2 separate regions of the Mus musculus genome follow, and region 1 is linked to region 2. Evidence: chromatin contacts called from public promoter capture Hi-C data. All regions are on one chromosome and are shown on one strand. The core of a region is the stretch at or near the end of the contact, and the rest is flanking DNA. Distances in the headings are between cores, read along the strand shown. Region 1 holds the start of Rpia (ribose 5-phosphate isomerase A). Region 2 holds the start of Gadd45a (growth arrest and DNA-damage-inducible 45 alpha).

Region 1 (6,663 bases), core at 1,787-4,286, 3.8 Mb after region 2:
AGGGAGTCAAATAAAGGAACCTAACAAAGTATTTAAGACAGCTAAATATCAAGATGTGAAGTATCCAAATAATAGTGAACACCTCCATTTCTTAAAGCCTAGGTAAACGTAACCTGACCTTCACATTTGACCTGAGGCCAAATCTGATTACCAGACTCCTCTTTAGCTCACATCAGTCCTAGGAGGCATGTAGCACAAAGGTCAACTCAGTACATCAGACAGGCTCTATTCTAGATGAACTGCAGGGTCTGCCAGATCTTGCCACCTTCAAACAAAATAACAGGTCCGGGAGTGAGTGCCATAGCCAAAGCCAAATTGGTGAATCGCTACCTGCAAACTGGCCTGACAGCTGATAACCCTCCTAAAAGGCAATGCTAAACAGCATGCTATCAAGTCCAATGTGGTAATCTCATGACTCTATAAGGCTGGCTTCGATGGGCTAAGGCTCTTGGTGTATTTGGTGAGTTTGGAATAGTATGTCAGTAAAACAGGCTTCTACCAGATTAAAAACACAAAAACTGCCAAGTATGGTGATGTATCCCTTTAATCCTAGCATTAGAAAGGCAGAGGCAGGCAGATCTCTGTGAGTTTGAAGCCAGCCAAGTCTACATAGTAAATCCCAGGGCAGTCAAAAATACCTAATAAGACTCTGTCTCAAAAAAAAAAATACTAATAATAATATTAATACTGTCTGCCCACTAGTTTCCTCAGGCTAAGCCAATCTCAAATCAAAGCCCAGGCTCCACAGAGAGCAAAGGATGAAGAAACAAACCATGAAGATAGCAGAGCTGTATACACTAACCCTTCTGAGGTAACTACACCTTTAGAATCAGGCAGGTCTGGACCTGGTGACAAAGATTCAACTGAGAATTCTGAGTTCTCCATCTACCCTGGAGTAGAAGTAGCCACGGTGGAACACCAGCGGGCTGAGGGGACTGGAAACCCCACACTCAGAGAGCCTACGAAAGGGCCACCAAACCCACAACCCCCAACGTCCATATCAGTGTTCCCACTCCACACAACTTACTGACCACTGCCTAGGCAGCCCTCACTGTACCCAATGCTGAATGTATAGATAGCACTAAGTCTCCTCCCACAGCTCACAGGGACTTGGGCAAGAGAAACGCACAGAAAAACTAGAACATAGGTCACGCTGAAGTGTCTGGGAGTCCAGATCAGAGGGAGCTGGGTGTGCCACCTACCTATAATGCCAGCCCTTGGGAGGCAGAATCAAGTGGGTAAAGCTGAGTGGTGATACACACCTTTAATCCCGGCACTCGGACAGAAGCAGGTAGATTTCAAAGCTAGCACAGTCCACATATCAAGTTCCTCCCTTGAGATGTGCTAGCCAGCCAGTCAGAGGGGAAGGGAGGGTTTCAAAGCCAACCTGAGTTTCAAAATAGGAAGAGGAAATCGTTGTCTCCTAGTCTCCTTAAGAAAAAAGCCAAGGGAAAACTGAAAGTAGTAAAGTCCTTTGAATATGGCTGGAACATGAGGGGAAGGCTTGCAGATTTTAATTTAGTCAAATACATAACGATAAGGCAAAGGTCAAGGAGACGTGTACCACTAAACATTAACAGGATAACTAAGATAATGGGCTCTCCTGAGGTATGGATTTCATTTATCAATCTATTAAGTCACTTCACAAAGGCATTTTGAAATCTCTCTTTACTGTCCCAGTTTTACCCCTGTGGCACTGTGTTCCAAACACAGAGCCAAATTACACATTTTAAATTCATATTCATACCTCACACCTCTTAATTCAAGTATAAAATCCTATGCTAACTAGATGAGCAAAAAGCTACCCTAGAACAGAAGGGCATAAGAGCCCTGCCTGAAACAAAAATGGTGTTCTTCTATAGAACAGGCAAGCCTGAGGTTATCAGACCCGGCCCCGCCCACTCAGGCCACCCTCACCCTAGGCAGGAAGATAAAGCTCTAAGAACAGTGTCTTTGCAAAGTAACTTTGGGCAGCATAGCTTTAACAAGTGAAAAGAATTCCCTTTAACGAAGATACGGATTCTGATAACGCGATCTAAGAAATAGAAAACAAGACCAGGAAACTTCACCACAGGGCAACAGAAGTAATACAATTAAGATAATTAACCTGCTACATACGGGATAGCAAACCCACCTACACTAAGAGTCCACTCAGAGCACCACACCAGCCACTTAACAAATGTGGACACAGCCTTACTAACTTCAAAACATCTGGACCCCTCCTAAAAAGCAGCACCTCCAGATGTCTGGCCACCCGGCCCTGTCAACAGTAACCTGATGGCTTCTTTGTAAAGACAGCACTCTAGCTCCTCAGCGGGAGGAGCTGAAAAGCCTGTTTGGAGTAAAATTTCAAAACACTTTGCAAAACAGCCCTCCGCTGGCTTCGCGGTAAGTGAGAAGTGAAGAACAGCAGCCTCGGGGCTCACCATTTTCAATGGGCTGATTAGGAGGCACGCATTAACAGCCTGACAAGACTCTAAAACAGAGCACAGCCAGGCTCTACTGTGCACCCAGTTCCAGCCGGACAGGGAATCTTTGTAGAAAAGGCTCCAGTTGGGGGAAGAGTTGACACCCACCCATTCGGGGTCTAGAAGGCCTTTCAAGGGTTGGGAAGAACAGCGCGAATTCGGGTACAAGGCTCATCCTCTCCCCTCTCTCGCAACCCTCGCCCTTTCAGGAGTCAGGCGCACCCTGGCAGTGCCCTGGGCGCGCAGCACGAAGCCATCACGCCGTCACCAGCTGCCCACCTTCACGTGGTTCTCCACCGCCGTGTGGCTCGCCAGCTTCTTAGCCTCCTCGGCCTTGGACATCGTGGAGGGGGCCGGGCCGCCCGCGCTCGAGCCTCCCTTGTCGCCGCGGGTCTCCGAATGTGCACGCCCCGGCAACTGCACGTGGGAACCCGAGAGGCCCCAGTTGTTCCCGCCCCCGCCCGAGGCCGCGCCCCCGGCCCGCCCGGGCAGTGGGGCCAGGACCCGCCCGTAGAGGGTGCTGAAGGGCCCGGGGCGCTGCATCCCGCCGCCTCGCTCCAGCCTCTCCGGCCGCCCCACCCCCAACTCCTCCGGAAACCCGCTCGCTTGCGCAACCTGCCCCGCGCGTATTACTAAATGCGTGTTGCTGGGAAATGTAGTCCTACGGCGACAGTGGTTCCTAGGCCCTTCTGCATTCGGGACTACAAGTCCCACAATACGATCGACCCTAGTGTGCAAATCGCCCGCCTTGACTCCAGACTTTCTGTCCGGAAGGTCCGGGTAACTGCTGTCTAGGAAGCTAATAACTCCCTACCTTGGGGTCAAGTGTTTACACCTTTAGGTGAACTCCAAGAACCTTTCCGGCTGTACGCGTATTCTAGAAAAAGAGAGAGACACTATTAAAAACCTGACCTTGTTTGCCCAGCAAATGAGAACGTTGCTGTGTTGTAAGCGAATCCTCAGGCAAGTGGTTCTACCAACACAACGGCCTTTTTTTAAAAAAAATCTTTTAATTACATTGTATTATTTAGGTTGTGCTTGTGGAGGCCAAAGAACAACTTGCAGAAGTCCGTTATCTGACCGTCTTGGTAGTGTCAGTCAGTACTTTACCGGCAGAGCCATCTTCTTACAGTGCTCTAGAGTCACTCATTGATGACACACTTGGGACTCCCAGGTCTTCTGATGTCTGTGCTAGACCTTCACAAACCCAAGGTTACAAGTTCAATCAGTAACTCCCGCCTTGGACATTGTTCTGCTCTTGGTATTGGATGCAGGGTGTCTAAATGGAGCCCGGTCACGAGCGCACAGGCCAGTGTACCTTATCGGGCTTCCCCTTTTCTGCCTTTAGTTTGCTGCAAGTTCTTGGTCTCATTCAGCAGTCCCAGTGGCCTGAACTCACTGTAGAGTTCAGTCCAGGCTGGCCTGGAACTTGGAGCATTTTTCCTGATATGGGATTACATCACCAAATAGGTCTGGAAGTCCTTTTTGTTGTTTTGTTTGTGTGTTTTGAGACAGGATCTCTCTTTGCAACCATGGCTGTCCAGGAACTCTGTAGACCAAGATGCCCTTGAACTCACCGAGATCAGCCTGACTTTCCTTCCCCAGAGCAGAGGTTAACGGTGTGTGCCTGCAAAAGGCATGTGCCAGCAACCCCCAAGAGCTAGAATGTTCCAGGAACCCTTAGGAACAATAAAGACCGGTCACAATGCTTTTTTGCAACTTTTATAACCTGAGTTTTATCTTTATCAGACTGTAATCCTGCCCAAGGCACTCAGAAACCACTCGATAGTCTCCTTTACCAAAAAAAAAAAAAAAAAGAAGAAGAAAATTCTTCAGCCACCATTACAAATGTAACTTCAGGACCCACCATAATCAGGTGTGCCGCTATTGATTGGACACTTACATGAGACTCCCTCTTGAGGAGACCACATCCATACAAGGGTAGTATCGTAGAATTATTATTGTTGCTGTGATGAAACACCATGACTAAAAGCAACTTGGGGAGGGCAGGGTTCATTTGGATTATATGTCCTGAATCACAGTGCACTGAGGGAAACAGTGTCAGGAACCTGGAGGCAGAGGTGCTGTTTACCGGCCTGCTCCTCACAGCTTACTCAGCCTGCTTTCTTGCAACACCCAGAACCACCAGGACAGATGGAGCCCCACCCACCATGGGCTGGGTCCTCTCATACCAATCACTAATTAAGAAAATGTCCTACAGGCTTGCCTCCAGGACGATCTTATGAAGTCATTTTCTCAGCTGAGGTTCCCTCCACTCAGATGGCGAGCATGTGTCAAGTTGACATAAAGCTGCAAAACAGATAGTATCTCCCTTCATATTAACCCCATCTTTAAATATGAAATAAAACCCCTTTATAATAAACTGAACTATGACTTGGATCCTGGATCCACCAGAGTAGACGTCTCTGGAAATAACTCTGACTCCTGCAGTCACTCAGCACTGTGAAGCTGGGTCTCTGCCACATGCCCCCCTGACATTGGCAGCAGGGTCTCACTAAGCTGACCATCCAGCCTTGGCCTCATTCCGTAGCCCAGGCATCCCTTGAACTTTCAGCCCATATGCTAGGATGTAGCTAGGATTACACCACTAGTTCAGAAGGTCTTTCCTCGATCCTTTATTCTTTACTTACTTTGTGCTTAGCATTCATCCTCTGTGCAGGCTATCAGGCTGCTGCTCACACACAAAAGATCCTCAACGTGTATCTGAAGCAAGATAGAATAGCACACATTCCATGCCTCAACGCTACACTCTGCCTTCAGTCATTCAGAATTCCTGTCCTTTAGTAAGCACCATTAGCTATAGGACTAAGCACGTTATCAAAACTTCACTGTTTGTAGGGCATGGGAAGCAGAGGTACGTGGATTTGAGGGAGTTCCAGGCCAGGCTGCCTAAATAGCAGAGTTCCAGGTCAGCCTAGGCAACATAGCAAGACCCTGGCTTCAAAAACCAAAAGACAGGGCCTAGAGAGATAAGCGCTTGGTGCTCTTGTAGAGGGCAGACTTGAGTTTCCAGCACCTCACATCATGCAGCTTGCAAACACATATAGCTCCAGGTCCAGGGGATCGGACATCCTCATCTGACCTCTCACATGATACACAGCCATACATTTAGGCATCACACACATAAAAGATAAAAGTAGACCTTTTAAACCTTCACACTATTTGTATCTCAATGACACTGAACTCCACTCCCCCTTTCGGAGGCTGCCCTACAAGTGTCCTTCCTTTCACCTGTACCCTTCTCTTAGTCTGCTTTGTTGTAATCCCCAAAATCTTAACAGTTCTGTAGTTTTTCTAAAGCCCAAAGTTTCTTCTAAAACTAAGGCATTCTCTGGGAGCCCCTGCAAAACAAGACAGTTTATGTTACAACCACCGTAGACGATAGAGCACTTGACCAGCACGGTAGATCAATCCCTGGTAGTGGAAAAGAACAAGTTATAAATTACAATATAGAGGCCCATTGGACTTGCAAACTTTATATGCCCCAGTACAGGGGAACACCAGGGCCAAAAAGGGGGAGTGGGTGGGCAGGGGAGTGGGGGTGGGTGGATATGGGGGACTTTTGGTATAGCATTGGAAATGTAAATGAGCTAAATACCTAATAAAAATGGGAAAAAAAGAAAACTTAAAAAAATAAATAAATAAATAAATTACAATATACAATGGCCCAAAGTGAGCATTCCCATCCCAAAGTGCAAGAATGGGGACACAGCAAGGAAATAAACCGGACCAAACCAAGACAGAAACCCAGCAGGGCAAACACCAAACCCTGTACCAGCATCTGGGGTTCTTATCGGTATCACCAGACTCCAACATCCTGGGGTAGCCCTGACCCTCTAGGTCTGCCACCTAAAGCACATGCAGTTTCTCTCTTGGGGCAGCCCCACTCATTGCCTATAGCTTTCATTGGTCGGCATCCTACAGTCTTGGCATTTTCGGCATAATGGGGTCTCTACTGCAACTTAGTCTTACTTCATAGCTCCCCTCACTAGCCTCTACAGTGTGTTAAGTCCTCATGTGCTTTAAGTTTGTTAAAATGGATGTAGAGAACAAGGAGGCTCTCCTGTCTCCTTGCTGTCACCATAGATCTAAGAAGCATGTTTATCTCCAGTGTCTGCCAAAGCTCCATGACCTAGGTCAGACTGGACCCCTAACTCTGTGACAGGGAGAATGG
Region 2 (7,139 bases), core at 1,179-3,678:
ACCCTCTACAACCGCCCCCCCCCACCATCTTCCTGCCTAGTGTAAAATACAGCAAAGCTTCAATAGAATGTCCAATAATCAATATTGTAAAACACAAACCACACGTTGAGAAATGACACAATTATTCCATACCAGTTTATTTTAGATAATGTGCTTCAAAAACTTTATCATAAATAACCTTTCACATCATAAAATAACTTAGTAAGATTTATAATAAAACTTCTGAGAATTTAACATCTCATCAAAATACATTTAAACTGTGGCTTGAAAATATGATTAATCCTCTTTTACTTTCCTTTTATTTGAGGGCATAAAGACCAAAAAAAAAAAAGAAAAAAAATACCCAAACTATTGCTATACATTTAAAGTTTCAACAAAGCAATATTTGGCTTATTTGAAAGTAACCTGGCCATCCTAAATTAGCAGTTTTCTTTCTTGCAGTGCTTTGTAGTTTTTGTCCCTTTTGCCTTGGATTTCTCTTTTCTCGCAGCTTCCTTCTTCAGGCTCACCTCTCTCTCCCTCTGCAAAGTCATCTCTGAGCCCTCGTGCAGTTGAACTCGGCCCCTTGACATCAGTTTCTGTAATCCTTGCATCAGCGTGGGGAGTGACTGCTTGAGTAACTACAAAGGTATTTCAAAACTTCAGTGCAATTTGGTTCAGTTATTTCCATTCGGATGCCATCACCGTTCCGGGAGATTAATCACGGGCACCCACTGATCCATGTAGCGACTTTCCCGGCAAAAACAAATAAGTTGACTTAAGGCAGGATCCTTCCATTGTGATGAATGTGGGTTCTGTGAACAGATTTTGAAAAAATTACTTCCCCGGAAAATAATCAGCTTCTGCTACTAATTGTGCTACTTTTGAAAGGGCCAAACCCCGAACATTCTGTTAAAAACAGCATCTAGCATAGTCTAAACACCTGTAACGTGCACGGAACTACACAGAGTTTTGCATATTAACTACCCCATTCTGCATGAGGTTACCATTCTTAAGACCTCCCTTCCAAGCATGTACCCTGGTGGGTCATAAGTAAAAGACTCCTGAAAAGCATTCTCAGGCTGTGTGCACGGTGAGGGCTGCAGGGCAGGCAGCTGCTGAACTCTTATCTTCCCTGACGATGAATAGCACATTTTACTGGCAGCAACAAGTAACCAGGCAGTCACTTCCCTACACAAGTCAGAAGAGAAAGAGTACAAAAACAAAAAACCAGAAGACCTAGACAGCACGGTTCTTTCTGAAAACACTATCAACCCACCACACATTTTTAAGCGGTGGGGAGGAGGGAGCTCGTTTAAACAAACTCAAGAGCAGCAAAGAAAAGAATTCCACTCGGTACACTTCAGAGTATCTATCTATATCCAGGGAATTAATAAGGTCTGTCTCCTACACCACTTCTACCTTTAGCTTTGACAGCAAATGAAGAATGAAGCTAACTTCTTAACGAAGGGTAAACCGGGAATTTATTTGGCTTTATCTAATCTGTTCTGCTCAAAGAATTAGCCACGCGAGGTTGTGCAGAGGTAAGCAGAGGTAGCAGCTGGGCAGCTTGCTGACTCACAGGGATATCTTCCGCCGCTGGAGGCCACCCACGAGCTTAGACACGCTCCGTACCCTATCACAACCCCCGCGAGATCAGCGTTCAGCTCGGACAAGGTCCACCCCAGCAGATTCTGGGCTGCAGCCCCGGGTCTCTTACCGTCACCAGCACACAGTGCAGGTCCGGGGTCTGCGCGGCGCCCCCGCTCTCCGCCGGGCCCGCGTCGTTCTCCAGTAGCAGCAGCTCAGCTAGCCGACCCGGGTTGCTGACCCGCAGGATGTTGATGTCGTTCTCGCAGCAGAACGCACGGATGAGGGTGAAATGGATCTGCAGAGCCACATCCCGGTCGTCGTCTTCGTCAGCAGCCAGCAGGCACAGTACCACGTTATCGGGGTCTCTGCGGGCAGCGGGGCAGCGGTGAGTTGCATACGCTCAGGGGGGCGCGGGGTAGAGGCGGGTGGGTGGGCGAGCGGGGAACGCGGGCCACTTACACGTTGAGCAGCTTGGCAGCCTCGTACACGCCGACCGTAATGGTGCGCTGACTCCGAGCCTTGCTGAGCACTTCCTCCAGGGCATCGCCCACCGTGTCCATCCTGCGGGCGGCAGGGTGAGAGCGGGTCAGCCGGGTCCCCGGACGCGAGGCGGGAGGGGCGGCGGCCACCGAGTCGGCAGGCACACTTACCTTTCGGTCTTCTGCTCTGCAGCCGAGAATTCCTCCAAAGTCATATTGCAAGTGCGAGTCCCTCCCTCGGCGCGCGGGCTGCTCCTGGCCCCCACAGTGCGCGGCGCCGGCTCTGCGCTCGCTCCCACCCTCCCTTCTCCGCTCCGGCCGGCCGGCTGCTCGCCTAGCCTCGCTGGGGAACTCTGCACTGCTGCCTCGGGGCCACTGGAGGACAAAGGGCCCGATTCCGGAGATATGGGGCTAGCCCTCAGCCAACCAGGTCCAGCTTCATTTGCATGCAGTCAGGCCATTGGGTTATGCAAATTAGCAGACGTTGACACCCAGACCCTCGCTCCACCAAAGCAAGGCAGAGTTGAGCGGAAAGGGGCGGAGCTACGCGGGAGGGAGCCCACGGGACGAAGGTGGTGCTGAAACCCGGTTGGTGGGGTCCTGAGCCAGCTCTAGGTAGTTTGTGGAGCCTTCTGGTGCGGAGGGCTTTGCAGTGGTTCAAGTGTCCTCAGCTCTGACTGAAACAGCCTGCCAATTGTTTTTCTGGTTGTGGACATCTTTTGATTGTCGTTTCGTGCCCTTTGTGTTAAGGGGCTGCTTTTTAAATTTTACTTCCAGGGATTAATGCACTCCAGTCTAGCTGTTGTTAGTAAGCATATTTTTAAGTGTCCAGACATGCCGGGCAAAGCTTGCTTCAGTGTTTATATGCAAGTTTCAGGTAAACCTGCTTATTCCCAGTAGTAGTCTTTTGGTGCCCTGATGGCTGGTTTGATTTGGTTTTGGTTGGTTGTGAGAATTTGAAACTCCAGGGAGAAGAAAAAAAAAAAAAAAATCGCATTTGTGTGTAGTGGTGGCACAGTACCAAGTTGGAATCTTTTCCACAAAAAGTTGGTGAAATTTCTGCCTACTCCATGTAAGGTGGGGAGCTGGTGATCGCATGTTTAACGAGCCAAATTCACCGTTCTTAGAATCCTTCCTGAAGAAGGCTCCTTCTGATCAAGTAAGAGCTAAGAGAGAAATTCTGTGGTATTCAGAGGTGCCATCATGGAAATTCGAGGTGCTCACGATGTTCCCTGAGCGTCCCATCACAGGCAGAAGAGTATGACACCACCTTTACTGTCTATGAGCTCACTCTGAATTACTGAAGCTGAATCATGAAGCTGTAACTGTAGTACATTTTAGCCATGTGCTCAAATTTCACCTTTGAGATAATAGCAACTTGTAGGTAGAAGGCAAACCCTCGTAACTGCAAGCAGGAGTTACAAAGTAAAAACAATTTTTAATGCAAACTTTTACTGGATAGCTCAAAACTCTCTTTGTTTTATGAGCTTATTCAGTAAATACAAAAGCATTGCCTGAACCTACTAGTCACGGAGAGTGGTGAAATTGCAGCCCATATGCTTGCATTCTTAACAGTGCTAATATTGAGGTCACTGGGTAGCTTACAGTTACAGAAGTAAATTTTGCAGAGGTACATGTGAGTTATCCTTAAGATTTTTTTTGCGGGGGGAGGGGTGGTTTTTCGAGACAGGGTTTCTCTGTGTAGTCCTGACTGTCTTGGAACTCACTTTGTAGACCAGGCTGGCCTCGAACTTAGAAATCCGTCTGCCTCTGCCTCCCGAGTGCTGGGATTAAAGGCGTGCGCCACCATACCCGGCAAGTTTTTATTCTTGTGGACAAAATATTTTCAAATTCTCTTAATCTTAACTTAATGGATAATTTATAGGTTGGTTTTCTAGTTCACTTATTGGAGATGTCCCCAAGAGACAAAAGTTGAGTAAAGGAGCAAATGTCAGTGTATGACTTACCCTGGGTGCTGTGTACCTCATACTTACGCCTTAAAGCTTTAAATGGCGATGCTTTGTTAAAGAATCCCTTGGGACTGGGGAGTTGGCTCAGTGGTTAAGCACACTGGCTATCCTTCCAGAGGTCCAGAGTTCAATTCCCAGCAACTAAATGTGGCCCACAATCATCTATAATGGGATCTGATGCCCTCTTCTGGCATGAGGTGTACATGCAGTTAGAGCACTCAAAAGTAAATAAAGCGGAGAGGGGAGGGGAGGGGAGGGGAGGGGAGGGGAGGGGAGGGGAGGGGAGGGGAGGAGAGGAGAGAGAGAATTTCTCTACCATTGGGGGCCTGGGATTCTAGGTCAGTGGTAGAGCAGTTGCCTAGCTTGTTCCAGGCCCAGGCTCAGAATTTGATCTCTAGCCCTACAAAACAGCATCAGGGGCAAAATCTCAATATTGAAGTTTAGGCTTCAATTTCTATGGTTAACAGTGACCGTTACCTTAATGGTGATCAAGAGCCATTACTAAAACAAGCCTCTGGGCGTGACTGTGATGGGTCATCTAGATTAGGATGGATAAAACCATTCCATGGGCTCGGGGTCTTCACTGCATGTAAAAAGGAAAACAGCTACACTGAGCATGGTCATTCTTGGTTCATTCCTGACTGAGGATGCCATGTGACCAACCACCTCTAGCTCTGGCTGTCAAGCCTTCCCCATGATGGACTAACTGTACCCAGGAATAAACGCTTCCTTTCTTAATTTTGTTCCAGGAACAATACAGGTAACTGGCACTAAAATACCATCTTTAAAATACCATAATGACACAAACCACTCCGAGTCACCATTTGGAGACTAATGAACTGTGTTCCCTAGAACTCCAGGGCTCTACCCATTAGACATTTCTTAGAAGTTCTCTGGAAGGATGCAGCTGACAAAGAATTAGAAGATGATGTGACAGCAGAGACTATGACTTCATCAGCTTGGTGTCCTCAACACCCTACATTCAGTAGTACAGTGGGTGTCATGAATTAAAAAGAATCTGAGAATTAATCACCACCTCATGACCCTACAGTCCTGTGCATGAATTCTCAGAAAAGTCACCTTTAACATCACTTCAAAAATATAAGCCCTAAAAAATTTCTGGTCCTTTCTCTACAAAGACCTCATGATCTACTTGGTATGTCCATTGTATTAATCAGGGTTCTTTAGAGTAGTGGAACATATAAAATCAATATATATGTATGCATATGTATATACACACATACATATATACAAAGGGGATTTATTAGGTTGACTTACAGGCAGTATGTAGTCCAACTAATACAACAATGGCTGGCTATGAACAAAAAGTCCAAGAATCTAGAAGTTGTTCCGTCCTTGAGGCTAGATGTCTCAGTTGGTCGTCTGAATGTGCTGGGATCCCACTAAAGTAGGCTCTAATGGCAGTGAAGGAATAGACATGCTAGCAAGGCTAGAGCAAGCAGGCGATGAGCAAAAGCTTCCTTTTTCCATGTCTAAGCTTCCCACACAAGGTATGGCCCAGATAAAAGGTGTGCCTTTCCCACCTCAAGACCTGTATTAAAGGAGTGTGTCTTGTCACCTCAAGGTCCATATTAAAGGAGTGTGTTTTCCTGCCTCAGGATCTGGATTAGAAGTGGATCTTCCTATTTCAAATTAAGCAAAAATTTCTTCACTGGGGTGCCCTCTGTTTTTGAATTTTAGATAATTCCAGATGTACTGAATGAAGTTGACAACCAAGAGTCGCCATCACACCTATGTTTCAACTGGATTTTAGGACAAAATGGTATTCACTGTCATCAGCTAGTTATGCTGAACGTCCCATCTCATCTGAATGGAAGCTGAGTCGAACCATGCACTGTTTATGCAATTCAGATGAAACATAGGACTATAGTGTCCCATTAAAGGCAGCTATTTGAAGTTTAAAATGGGTATAACATAGCAAAAGTATAGTATTTATCCCTCAAAAACTATACTTAATGCTATGTTTAGCCTTATTGTTAAAAAAATGGCATTTTATCCAAATCTGGTATTCAAAAACTGTTCATGTCACACACTCTGACTCAGCCAAGCTTGTGTTACCTCATTGCTGAATTTCCCTAGAATGTTTCATCAGTGATTGTCTTCTGTGAGTATTATGGTTGGAAGGAGGAATTGCACTCAGCCCGCCTGCTTGCTTGCAGCTTTATATTAGAGTCCTGGATTATATTCCACCTAACGAGTCCAGTATGTAGAGATATTGCTTTAGATAGGGTTTCTTTTGCTGTGATAAAATCACCATGGCAACTTGGGAAGGAAAGGGTTTCCTTGGTTTACGTATCCTGAATCACAGTCCACTGGGGGGAAGCCAAGGCAGGAACTCAAATCAGGAAGGAGCCTGGAGGCAGGAGCTGCTGCAGAGCCCACGGGAGAGTGCTGCTTGCTGCCTTGCTTCCCATGGCTTGTTTAGACAGCTCTCTTACAGAACCTGTGGTCAGCTCAGGGATGGCACCTCTTACAATGGGCTGGACCCTCCCACATGAGCCACTAATTAAGAAAATATGCTACAGACTTACCTGTAGCTCAATTTTATGGAAGCAGTTTCTCAATTGAGGTTCTGTCCTCTCGGATGGCTCTAGTTTGTGGCAAATTAACATAAAACTAAGCAGCACGGTTACTGTTTGTTTCTGACAGAGTCTCAAGCTCTCAATCCTTCTGCCTCAGCCTCCTGAGTGCTGGAATTACAGGTATGCAGCATCATACCTTCCTAATGCTATTTTTAAAACTACTCCTGGTAGTCCCAGGTGTTGAAGTATGGAGGACTAGAGTGACATTTTAATCATATTTATGAAATCTCTAAATGGTTATATCTGGTAGTCATGGGGAAGTAGGTACTAGACAATTATTAAATTATTTTGCTGTTTTGCCATACTAGAGTTTTTGTGACAACATCCTCATCCTTATCACACATACATTCCTACTACTGGTTCTACAATACATAATTGTAGTGTTTCCTCCTTTCAAACTATAGCCAGTGCTACTGAAGGAAAGGAGCTTGTTATTTCGGTGTGAGTCAACTCATAGTCTACTGCCTAGAACGGAAATCCCAAGTTATGAAATCATAAGGCTTCAACTTCTTGTT

The links. Promoter capture Hi-C pulls out the DNA fragments that hold promoters and counts their contacts.
Region 1: a promoter capture Hi-C map of cranial neural crest shows a contact between it and region 2. The contact joins the promoter of Rpia here to the promoter of Gadd45a in region 2. A contact is called at or near these places in 2 of 39 promoter capture datasets (cranial neural crest and pre-B cells) and 1 of 484 Hi-C or Micro-C datasets (CD4 T cells).

What each region holds. Positions count from the first base shown.
Region 1 is chr6:70,789,139-70,795,801 of GRCm38.p6, forward strand. Rpia (ribose 5-phosphate isomerase A) reads right to left here and starts at 3,037. Exons shown (of 9, transcript NM_009075.2): 1 at 2,748-3,037. The coding sequence starts at 3,011.
Region 2 is chr6:67,034,979-67,042,117 of GRCm38.p6, forward strand. Gadd45a (growth arrest and DNA-damage-inducible 45 alpha) reads right to left here and starts at 2,429. Exons shown (of 4, transcript NM_007836.1): 1 at 2,223-2,429; 2 at 2,032-2,133; 3 at 1,700-1,937; 4 at 118-794. The coding sequence starts at 2,266. The coding sequence ends at 681. It overlaps E230016M11Rik (RIKEN cDNA E230016M11 gene), which reads left to right and starts at 1,621. Exons shown (of 7, transcript NR_040278.1): 1 at 1,621-1,957.